Linked DNA regions of Triticum aestivum: region 1 is linked to region 2. Evidence: chromatin contacts called from public Hi-C data. All regions are on one chromosome and are shown on one strand. Each heading gives the region's core, a stretch centred on a gene start, on an enhancer-like site or on the middle of the called end of the contact. The rest is flanking DNA. Distances are from core to core; before and after follow the strand shown.

Region 1 (2,700 bases), core at 33-2,532, 120 kb after region 2:
AGTGCATTTCGGGCTTCGAGCCGGGCTCGGGCTTGAGAAAAGGGTGCATTTCGGGCTTCGGGCCGGGCTCGGGCTTGAGAAAAGAAGATCGGGCTTTTACAAGCCCGGCCAGAAACCCGGCCTGGCCCGGCGTATGCCCGGGTTTACTCTGGTCCGAACACTTTCACCACAGTGCGTGCAAATTGCTTCGTGGTGTTCAGGACCGTGGTCTCTCCAATCTGAATTTCTGCATCAATTGCATCTGCTATTTTAACATAAGCAAGCATCCTGAGAGTAGCCGTGCATTTATGTAGAGGAGAGAAGGATAGTTTTCCGCAACAATCCTTTCTCAGTTTGAACTTGTCATCAGCCTTGTCCACGCCCTTCCACTACCCACACGAACAAGTTTCTGCTCATCCGGTAGCAACGGCGAAAGGAAGTTTCATGAAATGTTTGGACCACTGTGAAGTAGTCTGTGTAAAGAAGACGTGCACCTGCCCTTGATGGAACCCTTGAAGTAATGGTCCAAAGTATAAAAAGCCAGCTCAGACACTTCAGCGAACACGTAAAGCGTGAGGTGCAAATAGGAGTGTTAACCGGAGCGGCGTCTGGTGGCGACGACCTTGTCCGATGGCGGCCTGGCCGGTAGCGTGTGGGCTGGGGCGTCCGGTGGCGAAGCCTTGGGTTGGGAATGGTGGCGGAGCACAGATAGCGACAAAAGTTCGGTGATGGTTATGCGGAGGAGCACGAACATAGATGAAAAGAGAGTTGCTAGAGCAAGGCGGGGGAGGCGGATATGAGCGAAGTGGCGCAGACCCTACCGGTCAGTCCGACGTAACGGACACGCCTGAGCATCCTTATATCCACCCTAAGTACGGGCCGTGTATAGAAAATGCGAAGCCGATAGCGTTTTTGGGTCCGGTCATTGACCAAGTAGCCCGTCCGGATCGTTTGACGCTCTAACACAAATATAGTCGGTGCATCAATGCGCCTCCCTGATCTGCATATCTCCAGCCCGGAATCTAATCAACTATTCCGGCGGACCGAAATGTGCAAATCAATTGAAGAACCTCCCACGTTTCTGTAAAGAGAAACCAACGTCATCACAGCAAGTAATCATCCATCCCCAGGCAGCACCTTGCCATAAAATTAATAAATAGGCTTTTTTGGTGGGAAATAAATAAATAAATGTGAACTTTTTTAGTAGTTGAAAAATAAATGTGAACTTGATTAGCGACGGGACATACAGGCAGTGCAGCACCGGCACGGGAGAAACCTCGAAAAGGCGCCGCCCCACCCACCCCACCCCCCACCGCACCCGAAAACCCCACTCAATCCCAGTCCAAGCCGCTGCGCTAGAACAAGCGAAGAGAGTGAGATTGGGACGAGGAAGAGAACCAGAAGCAGAGCAACACGCGGAGGGGATGGGCGACCTGGCACACTCCCGTGGCTGCTGCCCACGCGACCCGCCCATGTAAATCTCCTTCCCAAATCTCACTCGCCAGAAACCCACTCCCCGATACCAGTCGGTCAGCATACCCCAGTCCCCGCCGAGGAAGAGGCATTGCGAGGTCGGGCGCGGCGGCGGCGAGGAGCAGCCACGGCGCCAGGAATGAAGGGCGGCGGTGGCGGTGGCGGCGGCAAGGAGTCCGTCACCGGCTCCTTCCTCCGCTTCCTCCTCCTGCTCCTCCTCCCCCTCACCGCCCTCTATTTCTTCTACACGCTCCACCTCCTCCTCGCCTCCGCCGCCTCCTCGTCCGCCGCCTCCTGCCCGCCGGACCCCACCGCGGTCTCCTCCCGCGTCTCCACCAACCGCACCGCCGCGGCGGTGGCCGGCAGTAAGGCCGCCCCCGCGGCGGCGGCGGCGTCCACGGCGACGACGCTGCAGCACGTGGTGTTCGGCATCGCGGCCTCGTCGCGGTTCTGGGACAAGCGCAAGGAGTACATCAAGGTGTGGTGGCGCCCGCGCGGCGCCATGCGCGGCTACGTCTGGCTGGACCGCGAGGTGCGGGAGTCCAACATGTCGACGGCGCGGACGGGGCTCCCGGCCATCAAGATCTCCTCCGACACCTCCGCCTTCCCCTACACGCACCGCCGCGGCCACCGCTCCGCCATCCGCATCTCCCGCATCGTCTCCGAGACCTTCCGCCTCGGCCTCCCCGGCGTGCGCTGGTTCGTCATGGGCGACGACGACACCGTCTTCTTCCCGGACAACCTGCTCACCGTCCTCAACAAGTTCGACCACCGACAGCCCTACTACATCGGCTCCCTCTCCGAGAGCCACCTGCAGAACATCTACTTCTCCTACGGGATGGCGTACGGCGGCGGCGGCTTTGCCATCAGCAGGCCGCTGGCGGAGGCGCTCGCGCGGATTCAGGACGGCTGCATCAGCCGCTACCCGGCGCTCTACGGCAGCGACGACCGGATCCAGGCGTGCATGGCGGAGCTGGGGGTGCCGCTCACCAAGCACCCGGGGTTCCACCAGTACGACGTGTACGGGGACCTCCTGGGCCTCCTCGCGGCGCACCCGGTGGCGCCGATCGTGACGCTGCACCACCTGGACGTGGTGCAGCCGCTGTTCCCCAACGCGCCCGCGCGCCCCGCGGCGGTGCGGAGGCTGTTCAGCGGGCCCGTGAAGCTGGACCCGGCGGGGATAATGCAGCAGTCCATCTGCTACGACGGGGCGAACCGGTGGACGGTGTCGGTGGCGTGGGGGTTCGC
Region 2 (2,700 bases), core at 141-2,640:
TAGCTTCCTAGAAAACGCTCCTTATAAGCTACAACAATGGATCACCCCACTAACCTAATGTCAGAGGCTAGATCGAAGGATCCGTCGGTATGGGGTGAGATAGGCTTGAGGACTCTTATATTTCTTTCTCGTCCGTTTTCTTCAACTTAGTTGGGCCTATTCTCTTCAGATTCCTTACTTTCTAGCGGCACTGGCGCCCGCGCTTTCTGAACAACGGGATCATGACCAGCTTAGACTCGTGGTGGACACCTTGACTGCTATCGCATGCCATCTTGATTCGCCGCAGATCCCCTGAGCTTTTGGTCACTTGGTGGTCTTTTTTCATACTCCCCCAGCACCGCGCAGGGGTGTGCGCTCGTTTGTGAGAATCAAATAAACGGGCGCAAAGAGCGCCGTATAGGGTTTGCCGCTTAACGCACCAGCTATTGAACTAGCGCCCGCGCAACGGCTGGGCGGTGCAGGCCATTACCATTTTGGCTGTTCACACGTAGGTGTTATAGTGTTTCTAAAAAAAGGTGTTTTAGCCAAAAAAAAATAGACCATTTATTTCTGTTCGTTTGTTTAGTAACATAATTTCAAATTATTTAAAATAAAATAAAATTTTAATAAACTTGAAAAAACAATTAAAAATGTTCACAACTTTGAAAATATGTGCATGAATTTGAAAAAATGTTGATCATTTTGTAAAAAGTTCAGAATTTGAAAACTATTTGTCAATTATAAAAAGAAAGAAATTGTAAAAATTTCAGGCATTTCCAAAAGTATTCATCGATTTGTAAAATTTCCGTGAATTTGTAAATTATTCAAGAATTACAAAAAAATAGGATATTGAAAATTTCGTGAATTTAAGAACTGTTAATATTTTTTAAAATTGTAAATTTAAAAAGGAGAAAAGGGAAATAAAAAACAAGAAAGACAAGAAAGTAAAAAGGCCAAAAGATTCTAGAAGCAAAGGACCAATTGGAGCTTTATATATGACGCGCTAAGCGCCAAATAAGATTTGTTTTAGTTGGGCTGGCCATGGGAAGCATATCTTGTAGCCACCTAAAGTAGCTTCCTAGAAAACGCTCCTTACAAGCTACAACAATTGATAGCCCCACTAAGCTAGTGTCAGAGGCTAGATCGAAGGATCCGTCGGTATGGGGTGAGATAGGCTTGAGCACTCTTATATTTCTTTCTCGTCCGTTTTCTTCAACTTAGTTGGGCCTATTCTCTTCAGATTTCTTACTTTCTAGCGGCACTGGCACCCGCGCTTTTTGGATAACGGGATCATGACCAGCTTAGACTCGTGGTGGACACGTTGACTGCTATCGCGCGCCATCTTGATTCGCCGCAAATCCCCTGAGCTTTTGGTCACTTGGTGGTCTTTTTTCATACTCCCTCTGTCAATTTTGGACTAAAGCCAAATTTTGCGATAAGGGGGTATTTCTTTTATGCTTTTTATTGGACATATATGAGATGTTGGCCCATCAGGCCATATATTTTTTGGTGCGGGGCACCCGAACGTTGTTTCATGCATTCAAAACAGGCAAACAACAACACTGGCAAATTTAGATTTCTCTAGTCATCTAGTATTGCATTTTTTTTTAGTTTTTTTTTGCGAATATCCAGTATTGCAACTTGCAAGCGAGCGTATGGTCCTAGACAAATTAGCTTTCGCCGTCATCCTTATCCCGGCATATCCACAGGATAGCCATCAAACCATGCATGTCAGTTCCTAGCCCAAACAAGGAGACGGTCGATGGGATGATAGGCACCCAACCACTGGAAAACCAATGCCAGCCAAGCATCCCGGCGTACCAAGCAGTTCGGCTGCAATAATGAAGCCAAGCATGTATCTGTACTTAGAATATTCCCGCAAAAAAAAACATAGAACTTAGAATGGTTCAATTTTCTTAATTGTATATTCTGTGATCAGATGCTCGTTTCTTTCAAAGCAAGCTAAGAGCAAGTTCTAAAAAAAAAGCTAAGAGCATCTAATGGCCAAATTCGGCAGCGAGCCTCATATTTGCCACTTTGCATCCGCGTATCTCATATTCGGCGCCTTATATCCATACTACATGTGCAAACGTTGATCTATCTTATGTTATCAAACGACGGACAATAAAAATCAGCTGCAAAGGAACACAAGATCGGCTGCAAACGGACATTAACATACTTCACCACATCCAAAAGATTATAGTTCGTCCCCGGACAAGTTCTTAAACTTGGACAACTAAAAACGATATAAACATTGAGGAGGATGGGGGGGGGGGGGGGGGAGGAATCACCACTTCCTCGCCGGGCCTTTGCCCTTCCGGTCGTCGGTGCAGCTGCAGGCATCCGCGGCTGGTGTAGGGTCTTGGTCATCCGACGAGGAGGTGCGGCTGTCGCCGTCGTCGTAGTCAGAGTCGGAGAGGACGATGAGCCCCTTCATCTGACGGAACGCCCTGTCCTGCTCCCACTTCAACCTGGCGACCTGAGCCTTCTCCATAGTTGCCTCCTTCGCCTGGCGCTCCGACTGCTCAATAGCAAGCCGGAGCGCCTTGGCGTTCTTCTGTCGGAGGCGGCGAGCGTCCGTCTCCGTCGACGTGAGGGAGCGGCGGTAGACCCATGCGAGGAGACGCGTGTCCTCGTCGGGGTCTGGCTTCGTCCCGCGGCTGTGCGCGGACTACTCCGCCGCATCCCTCTCCCGTGCATGCTGCCTCTCGCGGCGCGAGG

The links. A called contact is a pair of places that touch in the nucleus more often than the background predicts.
Region 1: a contact with region 2 is called in a Hi-C map of leaf, with 4 times the contacts expected there. The contact joins the promoter of LOC123054103 here to the enhancer-like site in region 2. A contact is called at or near these places in 4 of 5 Hi-C or Micro-C datasets (leaf and an unstated tissue) and 1 of 1 datasets of contacts at active chromatin or transcription factors (leaf).

The regions. Positions count from the first base shown.
Region 1 is chr2D:505,556,504-505,559,203 of IWGSC CS RefSeq v2.1, forward strand. LOC123054103 reads left to right here and starts at 1,283. Exons shown (of 2, transcript XM_044477791.1): 1 at 1,283-2,700. The coding sequence starts at 1,592.
Region 2 is chr2D:505,432,336-505,435,035 of IWGSC CS RefSeq v2.1, forward strand. No RefSeq gene overlaps it. Among protein-coding and RNA genes, the nearest start is that of LOC123054103, 120 kb to the right of the region's middle. Within about 2 kb of position 1,391, at least 1 of the 8 cell types and tissues checked has an H3K27ac peak or open chromatin away from gene starts, as enhancers often do.